2 separate regions of the Mus musculus genome follow, and region 1 is linked to region 2. The links are chromatin contacts, called in public promoter capture Hi-C maps. All regions are on one chromosome and are shown on one strand. The core of a region is the stretch at or near the end of the contact, and the rest is flanking DNA. Distances in the headings are between cores, read along the strand shown.

Evidence for each region. Promoter capture Hi-C pulls out the DNA fragments that hold promoters and counts their contacts.
Region 1: a contact with region 2 is called in a promoter capture Hi-C map of second pharyngeal arch cranial neural crest. The contact joins the promoter of Farp2 here to the enhancer-like site in region 2. A contact is called at or near these places in 7 of 39 promoter capture datasets (the C10 cell line, cranial neural crest, embryonic stem cells and 4 more), 1 of 15 datasets of contacts at CTCF or cohesin (large pre-B cells), 5 of 484 Hi-C or Micro-C datasets (CD4 T cells, CD8 T cells, erythroblasts and 2 more), 1 of 115 datasets of contacts at active chromatin or transcription factors (large pre-B cells) and 1 of 9 other capture datasets (liver).

Annotation. Positions count from the first base shown.
Region 1 is chr1:93,510,261-93,516,218 of GRCm38.p6, forward strand. It overlaps Farp2 (FERM, RhoGEF and pleckstrin domain protein 2), which reads left to right and starts at 1,844. Exons shown (of 27, transcript NM_145519.2): 1 at 1,844-1,924.
Region 2 is chr1:93,205,898-93,212,475 of GRCm38.p6, forward strand. It overlaps Crocc2 (ciliary rootlet coiled-coil, rootletin family member 2), which reads left to right. Exons shown (of 32, transcript NM_001310428.1): 20 at 1-112; 21 at 3,337-3,480. Among named protein-coding and RNA genes, the nearest start is that of Sned1, 27 kb to the right of the region's middle. Within about 2 kb of position 4,609, at least 109 of the 459 cell types and tissues checked have an H3K27ac peak or open chromatin away from gene starts, as enhancers often do. A contact at or near this core is called in second pharyngeal arch cranial neural crest, where this site is marked.

The sequences.
Region 1 (5,958 bases), core at 594-3,093, 300 kb after region 2:
CTCAGATTTTTACGTTTTTCTACCTTTTTATTGTATGTGTATGAGTATTTTGCCTGCCTGCATGTCTTTGTACCATGTGTATGCCTGTCACCCAAGGAGGCTAGAAGAGGAGGGTGTCAGGTCCCCTGGAACTGGACTTAGAGACCGTTGTGAGCAGCCATGTGGGTGCCAGGAACTGGATTTGTGTGTTGTGGAAGAGCAGCCCTTAACAGCTAAATCATCTCCCCAGCCCAGGAAAGTGACTTTAAAAATCTGAATTTGCTCTGGTGAGATGCCTTAGTGGCTAAGAGTACTTGCCTCATAACGTGATCAAACCTGAGTTTGATCTCAGGACTCATAAAGGGAGCAGAGCCACATAACCCCAAACTTTATCCTAATCTGGGTGGATGATCAATCTCTTCGGCCTGGCCTCACTCCGGTTTGTCAGCATGACCCCTGGATTGACCACCCAGTACTATCGGAGTCTTTCTCATCCTCTTGCTCTCTAAGCAGCGTACTGACACTAGGAAATGAGGCTCCTGCTCTCTAAATCACTAGGTTGCTCATGTCAAACCTCATTCTTGCCTTGTCCAGTCCAGCTCCTTTTCTTTTTTTTTTTTTTTTTGGTTTTTCAAGACAGGGTTTCTCTGTATAGCCCTGGCTGTCCTGGAACTCACTTTGTAGACCAGGCTGGCCTCCAACTCAGAAATCCGCCTGCCTCTGCCTCCCAAGTGCTGGGATTAAAGGCGTGCGACACCACCCGGCCCAGTTCCTTTTCTTAATGATGGACATCACAGTCAGTGGCTATGGCAGTGGCTGGTTACAAATAAGGGATAGCCAAGGTGGTGGAGGAAGTTGGGAAGCCTACTAAAATTGCAGACCCAGTCAGCCTGAGCTTCTAGGTTGCCTTGGAGAAGCAGAGAGCCCCCCCACCCACCCACCCTCCAGTGGGCTGAGGCCCTCCCTGCTTATCTTAAGGACTTATTGCCAAAGGCTAGAGTTCTATATGAATCGCTTGGGGGCCTGTGTGGATTTATTTAGCCTAGACTGGTTCAAAGGGCTGGCTCCCTGCAGGCCCATTCGCTTAACCAATGGAAGAAGAAAGTGAGTTTGCTGCAAGTCTGAAGTGGAAGGACCAGAATCCAGTCTCACCATTTTTCATTTCCAGAAAGCCTCAAATCCAGAAAGGAACCGCGAGGGCTTCGAGGACTCTTAGCGTAGCCTGCACCTCAAAAGCGTCCCTTTAGGAACAGCTGGTGCCTAAAGACCACGGTTCCACTATTCCCTGGTTGGGCACCACGGATGGAAGGTAGGAAAGAGCCTAGTAGTCAGGGAGGCCTGAATGCCAGAATAGTCCCGCGAGCTTGAAGTCCAAGGCCCCACCCAGAATCGGGGCTGCCCTGCTTGCCAAAGCCAGGCTGTAGGCTGAGACCCGCCCCTGTGCCAAAAGTCCCGCCCAGGGCCACCCGCATTCCAGAGTCCAGGTCTGGGGTAGTCCTCCCGTTGTTCCAAAGCTGCGTCCAAGATAGAATCCTCCCGTCGCCTTGTCAAAGCGAAGACTAAGACGGAGAACTCGCGGGTTTCCTAAGTCCCACCCAGCACAGAGTCCTCAGGTCCTAAAGCCCCTCCCAGGGCCGAGGACACGCACAGCCCGCCGAAGCCCTGTTGCACCCGCGGAGAAGCTGCACAGCTTTGCTTCTGACTTTATGGGGCTCCCTCGCCCCGCCCTGTCCCATGTGATCACCAATCAGAGCTAGGTGCTGCGCTCGCAGGCGCCGGTCGGGAGGACCCGCCCGCAGGCCAATCGGTGGTGCGTCCGCGGGGGGGCGGGGCTGCGGCGGACGCGCGGCGGGGGCGGGGAAGCAGCTAGCTGTCGGGATCGGGCGGCGCGGGCGCAGGACGTGGAGGAGGCCTGGCTGGCGGCGGCGCAGGCCGGTGTGGCACGGTGAGGACGCGGCGGCCGTGGGCGGGGGAGGGGAGCGAGCCGCGCAGGGGCGCTGGGTTGGGCATGGGCTTCCTTCGTTGGCCGGACCTCAGCGGAACCCGAGCCGGACCAGGCCTGAGGCTGGCCGTCCACCAGAGAAAGTCCACGCCCGGCTCTGAGGCCTTCGTGAGGCGCGCCAGAGTCCGCGTTTGACAACACACGTCTGTGGACGGCCTGTCGGTGGAGGGCGAAGGGAGGGAGAGTCTCGGGTCCAGTCTGGATGTCCGCTGAGGACTGGCTGGAGAGTTGCTTTTGTAGATGGGCAGTCTGGGGAGGGCTGAGAGCTGCAGAGTTCCAAGGAGCCAGGCTGTCAGCAGAGTACTGAGGACAGGAACAGCACACGTGGAGACCAGCTGTCGAGGAAGGGGGGTGATCAGAGTCTCAGCATCTCTCGTGGACACTGAGTGTCCCGTGATGGGTTAAGGGCCACAAGAATGTCCTGCTGAAGACCGCCCCCACCCCCAGGCCAGTGCTCTACAAAGCACCTTGGGAAGCAGCACCCGGAGCCACAAATGAAAGCCCAGAAGGGCATTCTTTTTTCTTCTCGGCCTTTCCTTCAGAACTGAGACTCGGATATTCTTACTCTGCTAAGATCTAGAAACAGTACTGGCCCACTGCCTTTTACTCATCCGAGATTATAAGCACCTTTGCCATTTACACACGTGGCAGTGATTTCTTAAACTCTTTCATGTCCCAGTAATGGTGATGAAAAATTGAAATGAAAACAAGGCATTCGTGAAGGAAATAATGTCGATACACCGTGCTGAGAAAGAATGGAGAGCCTTAAGATTCCGGACAGAATCTTTAAAGGGGTGGCCTTTCTCCCTAGCTTTGTTCTGTTTCCATGAGGTGTTTTTGACTGGGCCACTGTGAAAATATTTGGTAATTAGTGGGTAGCACCGAATTAGAGTCGGTCTTGTGGAGACGGCATTATGATCAGCAGCACAGATTCTCACAGTGTTAGCAAGATGGAAAGGTCATTTGAAATGGGGAGGTATGAAGTAACCTTTACTTGTAGGCCAAATAAAAGTTTTGTGAGTTTCGGGACGTGGGAAGGCATTTGTGAAGCGCTTTGTGGCTGTTTCGTTGTCAGTTCTAAAGTTTTCATATATCCCTGTCCCCCACCGTTTTTTGTTGAGACAGTTTCCATAGCCCGGGCTGGCCTCCAACCCGTCATCCTCCTTTGTCAGCCACCTGAGGGCTGAGTGTAGGTGGAGCACAGGGGTGCGCCATGGCTTCCTATGCATAGCCCCGTTTTAAATAAAGCACGGGAAGACCTTGCCCGGTGGGGTTGTGGATGACTCTCTGGGATACCGCAACCATGTAAACCTCTGCTTCTCCGGTGTCCTTGCCCTGCCACATTGTAGAGATGGTGATTATCGAGTTAGGTTCCTTCCTACAGATTCCTTTACAGAGAGGACTCAGGTGTATCTCTCATTTGCCCCGCCTCAGGTTCCTCATCCATAGAGTGGGTTTAGAATGTATTTACCTCAGACGCTTGTTGCCATGACTAAGAATCAGTTTTTCAAAGCCGCTAAGATGCCCTGCATCCAGTAAGTACTTCATTAACTGTTACTGACAAGTGAAAGGGCGACCTGAGTCAGTGGCAGCGCAGGCTAGCCCTGGGTATTTGTAAGAAGAGCTAGAGACTTGGTGATTCCACAGAGTTATCCCACTTGAAAAGGGGTAGGGTCCAGGGAGGAGCATTGCCTAAGCAGAGATGAATCCATGGGTAATTCTGCAGGACGCCATTATGTCTGTTTGTCAGTTTCCTCCTTTCCAAACACCCCTGCTTCTAGTCACATGAACCCCTTCTGTATTCAGACATTAACAGATTTCTCTAAATTCTGCCAATCATTTTGGTTACATTCATAGTTTCCTTTTCCTTGCTTTCCCTTCATGAACTCTGTACATACCCTGCCTTGCTCGGTGTGCAGCCAGAACACACTGAAAATCTGGGTGACTCTAGTCTGTTCTCTAAGGTCCATATACAGTCCTTTGGCTCTGTGTATCTGTTGAGGTGAGGGTTTTACTTTACCAACCAGAGTTGAAAAGCTGAGGCTCCCATAGAACGTAGTGCGATGAAGTCTGGTGTTATAATTTACTCAGGAGTGTTTATGTGGGTGATGATTGTGCTCTATTTTTGGAAAGCAACTGCCAGTATGTGATATTTTGATTTTTGAAATTCCACTTAAAAAAAAATCTGATAGGCAAACCTTGTATCGATCAGGTGGTTAAGTAAACCTCTTGGCTAGTAAACATTCGTTGGTACGCTCATTCCTGTCCCTCCTCACAGCATCATTTGAACCATTTCGGTCCTGGGAAATAGGCTGTAAGTAGTTTTTAAAAAAAGATTTATTTATTTTATTTATATGAGTACACTGTCACTGTCTTCAGCCACACCAGAAGAGGGCATCAGATCCCATTACAGATGGTTGTGAGCCACCATGTGGTTGCTGGGAATTGAACTCAGGACCTCTAGAAGAGCAGTCAGTGCTCTTAACCGCTGAACCATAGTCTTTTAAGCTTAACAGTGAAATGGTGTGCACATAAAAATTAAAGTATTAAAAAGTATGCCTGAGGACATGGACAGAGTTGTGAGGGCAGGATGGTGGAAGTGATTTTGTTTTAGATTTGTAGGATTATTTCTCTCTAAGCCTGGTATTTTAGTTTATTGCTACCTTTAAAAACCTGAGAATGGTTAAAGCTTGCTGCCAAGCCTGGCGACCTGCATCAGATCCAGGGACACTCATGGTAGAAGGAAAGAAACTATTCCCCAAAGTTGTGTTCTGACCTCTCTGTGTGAATACTGTCAAACATATGTGCACACACATACACAAATAAATGTAATTAAAAACCTCAGGGAAAGGGCATTCTAATGTGACTGGATACAATGATGAGCCCTGCTGTGGCTCATCTCACCTCCCCAGCCCATTCTCGTCACATCCCAAAATAAACTTCATAATGCCCCACCCCCTAGCTTGTATGGACTTTCATCTAGTTGAACTACTAGACCCCTGACAGCCCAACCCCAGGCAGCTTCCTCTTCTCTCCTGTGTTGTCTTGAACTATCTGTACTCTGCCTTTCTGCACAGGTAATGTGCCCACATTACGTGATTGGGACAGGGTCTGGCCGTGTAGCCTTGGCTGTCTTGGAACTCATAGATCACATTCCTCTTTCTCAGGAGTGCCACTATGCCCTACCCCATCTCTTGCTTCCTGTGAGACCCCATCCCACTGAGTCTGAGAGGCCACTGCAGTGATTTTTTTTCCCCTCTCTGTGACTGAGGTGGACAAGTGGTCATGTGTGCTTACATAATTGTTTCCTTTTCTTGAATACACTCCTCTGTGCGAACATCACAGAATCAGGGTGGAGTTAAGGCCATCTGCAGAGGTGAGGAACTGCTAAGTCATTCGCCTCTATGAACTGGAATTCCTTGAGCTATAAGTGTGGGAGCCCTGCCACCTGTCACAGGTAGTTTCGAGCGATAAATGACACAGTGTAAAGCAAAGGGCTTGGTCTGGGCCTCCTGGCAGTGGTGGTTACATGGAGCAGGGCAGGGGCTACTGCTCTGTGTGTGAGGATTGATTAGGCTTTTTTGGTTAGGCTTTTCCATTCATCCCAACTGCTCTTTCATCTGCGGAATTCCTCTGCTAGCCTCACTTTGTCTGTAATATTTACCACCATCTAACATCCCCACTGGAATATAGGGACTTTTCTCCCTTGGTAGGTCCTATATCCTTAAGCACTTAAGAGTTTCTATTTTATCAGAATAGGTGATCAATAAATGTTTGAATACAATAATGAAGTTTTGTGGAGGGGGGCAAAGTCTGATGTCAGGTACTGTGTGGAGCCTGAAGCATATATAATTAGAAAAGTGTAGGCGGCTCACGACACCTATAACCCCATCTCTAGAGGAATGAGACACCTTTGGTCCTGTGGGCACCTGCCCTCAAAATGCACATGCCCCCACACACAATTTAAGATAACAAAT
Region 2 (6,578 bases), core at 3,359-5,858:
CCTGTCTCTGAAGGATGCAGAGAAGAGCCTGCTGAGCAAGGAGCTCTCTGGAGCTCACCGAGAGCTGGAACGGGCCCGGCAGGAGGCCCAGAACCAGCAAGTCCAAGCTGAGGTGAGCCCCACTGACAGATTCTAGCCAAGGACCAGACAACTGCCTGGTTGTGGATAGCCAAGCAAGTCTTGGCAGGGCCCCCGGAATAATCCCTTTCTGTCTGGCCCTGGAAGTAGAGTCCCCTCTTTGTGTCTTCATGAGTGTTGTGTCCCCCTGGTGCTGGAAAAAGCTACGATCTCAATGGCAGAAATAGCCAAGTGATTATGGCTGTGTGTGACCCAGTCCCTGCCAGCGGTGGCTACAGGCACTGGATCTGGCACTCCCAGGAATCAGAGCTGATCAAGACTGACAAGCTGGGCCATACACTGGGTAGCAACAGCTAGGGGAGGATTAGACCCAGGCCTATGTCCCTTCCTTCCGATCCACACAGCACGAGCTTTGCCTGGCTGTGCTCAAGCTGACTCTAGTGAAGTCCAGTTGTGGGCAGACATAGATCTACTCCTGCCCACTGGTGGAGATGGCCTGTAAGTGAGGAGCTGTGGCCAGCCTTTGACTCTTAGGCAGCTGCTCGGTTGCCCACGTGGACAGTGAGAGCAGACCACCCAGCTGGAATGGGAGGCAGGTGTGTGGAGGGGACGAGGCCTTGGGAAGGGTGTCCTGGTGATGCTGACGGAAGAAGGCAGGGGCTGATCCCTGGTGCTGTGTGGTAGGAAATGGTGTCGCAGTGAGGTGTGATACCTCTCCCCCCCTCCAAATATACACACTTGTTGCAGGATTTTCTCTGTCCAATCACATTAGGGCAGTGGCAGACCTATGATTGGACAGGAAAAGGGAGGCGGAGCTAGGAGTTTGGGGGACAGGGGGAGATAGCGAGGTAGGAGGAGGGGAGAAGGAGAGAAGTCAACATGGAGACAGATGAACAGGAAGACGATCCTGATCCGGCACGGTTTTAGACAGCCACAAGTAGCTAAGATGTTCACAAGGTTAGAATAATTGGGTTAAAGCTTTATCTTTATCAACTGGCTCAGAAATTATTGTACTGGCATCTTGTAAATTGTGGTCTTATTGTTATATAAATCTGATTGGATAATTAAGCTTTAAGAGTCGCGTTTCTACTGGGGAACTAGGTGTTGTGATGGCTGATGGGAGGGGTGGGGGCGTTGCGTGGAAGCGAGAGAAACTCGCTTGCTCAGCAGTGAGAACACGCAGAGCGGGACCCCACCGGGGCATAGTGTTGTGGCCCACCAGTACCGGTATTAGAGTGAGAACACAGACCAGTGGGGCAGAAAAGATGACAGAGTGACTTTTTTAATATTTCCCGCAACACACTCTGACCACCCCCATTACAGAATAGGACAACCTAAGGGGTACCCAGTCCCCAGGAGCTTCCCCTGGCTCCTGTCCCCTCTGCTCCATCTCCTCTCACCCCCAGTGCCTCACCAGGGCTGCACAGCACTTCCCTGGCACAGGCCTGGAGTGGTCCTCAATCTGTGCCTACACTCTTCCTAACACGCCGAACCCTTACCCATCTCCTCCCTATGGGTAGGAAAGCATCCTGAGACCCTGGAAGTTGCCATCTCCTGCTTATAGACTGGCCTCTGCAGGAGCCAACCCTGGCTTCTGGAGCCTTCTTTCATGCTGGCCAAGTCTCCCTCTGGGCTAGGGACCAGGCCTTCTAGCCAGGAGGGCTCCTCTGGGAGCTCATTAAGGGTTCTTTTGCCACCTCAGCTTAGAAAATGGAAATTAAAACCCACTGAGAGAGGGGAAGTGCAGCCAAGGAACCCCAGCTGTGGGGTGACATGGCACTGAGCCACTGATGGGTGGAGGGGCCCTCTGGCCTGAGTCATCACTGCCTCCAGGAGCTGGTCCCCAAGATTCGCAAGGAACTGCAATCTCACTGAGCAAGCACTTCTGGACTATGTGGGCACCGGGCCATGGCCTGGGTATCCTAGGGGCACCAAGCCATGTCCTGGCCATCCTAGGAGCACCGAGCCATGACCTGGCCATCCTAGGGGCACCGAGCTATGACCTAGCTATCCTAGGTACCAGTTGAGAAGGAGGGGAGGGGCCAAGGACCAGAGCAAATGGTGGGGCTGATGGCAGCCTTTGTACAGCAGTAACCCTGCAGTGGCCTGCAGAATGCAGGTGTGGGAGTGAGGGTCTCCATGTAGTACTGGTGCCTCTGTGTAGCACCGCAGGCTCTGGAGGGTTCCCGAAGCCACCGATAACCCGGCTCTTCTGCCTAGATGGTTCCACCCCCAGTCTGGCACAGTAGCCTATGGGAGGAATGAGTGTTTTCTTCCAAATGCTGAGGACCTAGAGTCCTGTCAAAGAAGCACATAGGCCTAGGATGGACCCTAGAGTGAGTAGGGAAGACCCCTAACCCAGAAGTGCACTGGGCCTCAGTACGGCAGTTGTCAAGGTGAGCAGACTAACATCTTTGTCTGTGAACAAAGTGCTTCAAACTGAACCTGGAAGCTGGTGCCTAGAGGACCCCTGACTCCTTTGTGCTCATCAGTCAGGAGACCCCAGGAGAGGCGATTATAGGCTGTGACATGACAGGGCAGCAGACCTGGGCTGAACTGAGTTTCCAGCACCGTCACAATCTCAAAGCTACCATGGCGACATTCTGCAGATGTGACTGCGCACATATGTTTAGAGATTGCAGGGTGGTAGATGTCCCCTATTGTCACCTACCCACTGGGAAATTCAAGAAGCCAAGTGCTGGGTGGACAGGACATATATGGTGATCAGTACCCAGTCCCTTACCACAGCTCTCTATTGGAGTGTGGCCTTCTCATCCCACACGGGCCAACAATGACCATACTGGATACTGTAGGTCTCAGAGCCGGGACTTAGAATGCTCCATGTCCAGCCAGAGCTGGGTGACCCAAGTGACCAGAAGGCTGCACTGGGGGGGTGGAGGCTCATCCCAGATCCATTGCCTGGCCAGGTGACCCCACACGCGAATGCCACTGAGACCAGGGCATCTTGACTTGCTAAGCAGTTGCTCCTGCCCCCTCTCTACATAAAATGGACTGAACAGGAATTTCAGGCAAAAAGGGACACCTGAGCCCCTAAGCTGGGCCTCGTCCACTCGCTCACCACAGACATTGCTTGGGGATCCCTGAAGAAAAGCCAAGAGCTGTGACTATGTGGCTGCGGAGCACCGGCTCTGGCATGTGGAGCTTATCAGAGCATTCATCCCACATGCTTGTCTCAAGGCCTGGCAGTCAGGCCTCGGACCAGCCTCCCTCAAATCCAGTGGTCTCCCCACCCCCCAGGCTACCGTTACCACCATGACCAAAGAGCTGAGAACCCTCCAGGTCCAGTTTGAAGAGGCCATCTCTACCCACCAGAGAGAAGCTGACACTCTGAGGGAGAAGCTCCGTGAGATAGCGGCCGAGCGAAGCAGCGTGAGGAGAGAGGTGAGACGGGGTCTCTAGAGGAGCGTGAGGAGGACCCTGAGAGAGCAGGAATGCAGGAGGAGGGAGAATATCCCAGGACCAGGAGGAGACAAATGACTGCCCCCATTCGGTCTGGCAACCAGAGGCATCTCTCAGAGTAGTGAAATTGTGCCTGGCTCCTGACCTCAGCTGGAGAAAGCTGGCCCTGGCCTAATAGAAGGTATTATTTCTAGCCCAGAGTCGTAGATCTGGCTTCAAAAGGACTAGACCTGACAGAGCAGAGCCATTACTGCGAGAAAGCAAAGCTACCATAGCTTGCTATAAGTAGATGTAAGGCCCCATCATGGCCACCACCGGGCCTGCCTCACCCCAGAAAGGCCACAGAGCACCTCACCTGTGCTCCTGTTGGGATAGCTAAAGGCTGACTAACTACCCAAGGAGGCTAGCCATGGACAACTGGCTAGAAGCACATAACACAGGTCCCAGTGCCTCCACAGCCTAACCTTCACTTCTACACAATTCAGGGACTGGGACTCAGATGTAGGGAGCTGTATCCTCCCAAAGACTCTCAAGGCCACTGTGACACAGGGGTGGGAGGGCTCTAGCTAAGAAATCTATCCACCTAAGGAGCCATGGGGAATCCCCGGAGAGTTAGACTCTGCCTGCATAAGAGGCCTAGACTCCATATTGGATGGAGTAAAGTGGAAGGATGCTGAGTTTAGGAAACCCAGGGAACAAAGGCAGGAAAAGTAGGATAGTGGTGGGATTTTCAGGGACAGTCATGGGCCCTGATGCTCACACCAGGGCTCCAGGAGCCACATGATCATGACAGGGTGAGGGGCAGTCTTAGGCGGGGCCAGAGGAGGCCACAGCTAGGCCAGGCAGGGGCCCAGCGGGCAGCAGATGGAAAGGTGTTTCTGAGGAGTTCTGACAGGACTTGGGGGCGCCTGGGAGAGGCAAGGGCAGGAGGGTGTGTGGACTGAGATGGAGGGGGGGGTCAGCCAGAACCCAGGTGGGGCCTGTGGGGACAAAGCGGCCTCACAGCTCCTGGGCTGTGTGCCAAGGCTGGCAGGCAGGGCAGCTGGCCTGGTGTGGTGAGGAGAGGGCTCTCCCTCCCCAACACACCCCAAGGGGCCGGCCAAGAGCCCGGGAGAGGAAGAGAGCATGACTGAACATGACAGGCTGTTTATATTGGCCCCAAAGAGAGAGAGTTCCTTCCAACAGATTTCAAAGTCAGGCCTGGTCAGCGGCCACATGGAGAAGCGAAGTGCGATTTCAAAACCGGGGGCAGAGAGGGAGGGATCTGGAGAGGGGGCCTCGCTCACTCTGGAGAGATGAGGGCCATAAGCTTCGGGGCAAGGTCGAGTTTTCAGGAAGGAAGCCTCCCAGAAAGTGATAAGGGTGACAGGTATCTGAAAGGTAGAGGACCAGGTGGAAGAGATGATTGCAAGAAGGAATGAACAGAGGAGTGTCCCAGGTGCCATGGCTCAGAATTTCCCCGCTCTCAAGACGGAGCACTTTGCAGACCTTCTTGGGGGTCTCACACATGTAAATATGCACACACATGCAGACCTGCATGTTGATACCTCCCACCTGTGTGTACATTTAAGATGTACATCTATGAATGCATATACACTCTAAGGTGTAGGCATACTAAGCAATGTGTATACGCACATCCCATGCATTCCCATACACACGTGCGGGGCTCACATATGAAAGCCCATGAGGACACTGCAAAAACATACACATGTGCATGTAGATGATCAGCAAACACACATGTGCATTATACATCTATTATACATGTGTAAACAGGCATTTGCACGCATGCACACACATCCTTTGGGTGTGCGCCAACGCACACGTGTATCCCTTCACTCGCGTATGCATGCATGTATGCACACACAGGCCACCCCACTGCTGCACCCCTCCCCTGCTTGCCTCGCTGCCCTGCTCCCTGCAGAGCTCTGGAGTTGCCTCCCTGCAAGAAATTTCAAAAAAGACTGTTTATACAACTTCTAGTAAAGAAATAATTATAATAATCACATTAAGCGATTTGGCTGTAAAATTCCTGCAAAAGGGATGGATGTCCTCAGGAGAGGGTGGGTGGGGTGCTGGACTGCAGGGGAGGAGGTGGCCTGGCAGCAGGGGGGCCCTTCCCCCATTTGTTTTGCTTATTTTCATCTCCCCTGCTCCGGGAAATGAGTGCAGCTCCTTTTATGATGGACAGGCCCTTTCCCTGGTCCTTGACCTTCTGGGTGAATTCTGCTGAGCTCAGCGGAAAATGCTCTGCACGGTTGTGGCTCCCACATGTGGGGGGTGGGAGGGGAGCAGTGGGGAGGCCCTGGCCCTTCCCAAAAACAGAACAACAATAACAGCGGGCGGACTCTGGAGCCAGGCCGGCCAGGGGCCTGGACAATGTCCCGTGAAAACAGCCAGCGAAGAGGGGTTTGCTTTTGGCAAACCAGCCACTCAACACCACTGAGTTCTTGTGGCTTCCTCTCTCAGCATGTCCCTGCTGGCTTCCTCCACCTCCTCCCCGGGGACACTTGGGAGCCAGGATGGAGCCTTCTCTGAGGCTTCTAGTCAGAGTTATAGGTTGGGACTTAGAGACCTCAGCAAGTTCATACCCCATAGTGGACTGCCCCTCCTCCTGATCCATCTCCCCAGAGATGCCTCATTCCTTGAGGCAGGAAACCAAGTTTGGTACCCCCTGCAGTGTGTAGGCACTATCCCATGTTTCCAGCATGATCGGGTAGCTCATCCTGTGAGCCATGGGCCAGTCAGCAGGAGATGGGAACTTACTCCCATGGCCTTTTGCCTTCCCTGGGTCAGCTCACAGAGGTACCAAGTGGCCTCCCTTGTGTTTGAAGGTATCCATGTTCCTATGGGTTGAGCCTTGCCTTAAAGCCACCTACTTCAGCAGCAGAGCACCCTGGCCTGAGAGGCTCTGAGCCTGCTGGAGAATTTGGAGGGCATAGATACCTGAGATCTGAGTCCCCTATCTCCTGCACTCTTAGGAGAAGATGAGCAGTAGGTTAGATGGGGATGACTGTGCAGTTGTTGGTGCTAAGCACCAGGCTGCTGACCAACTACCTACATAGTTACCCAAAGGGAGGAGC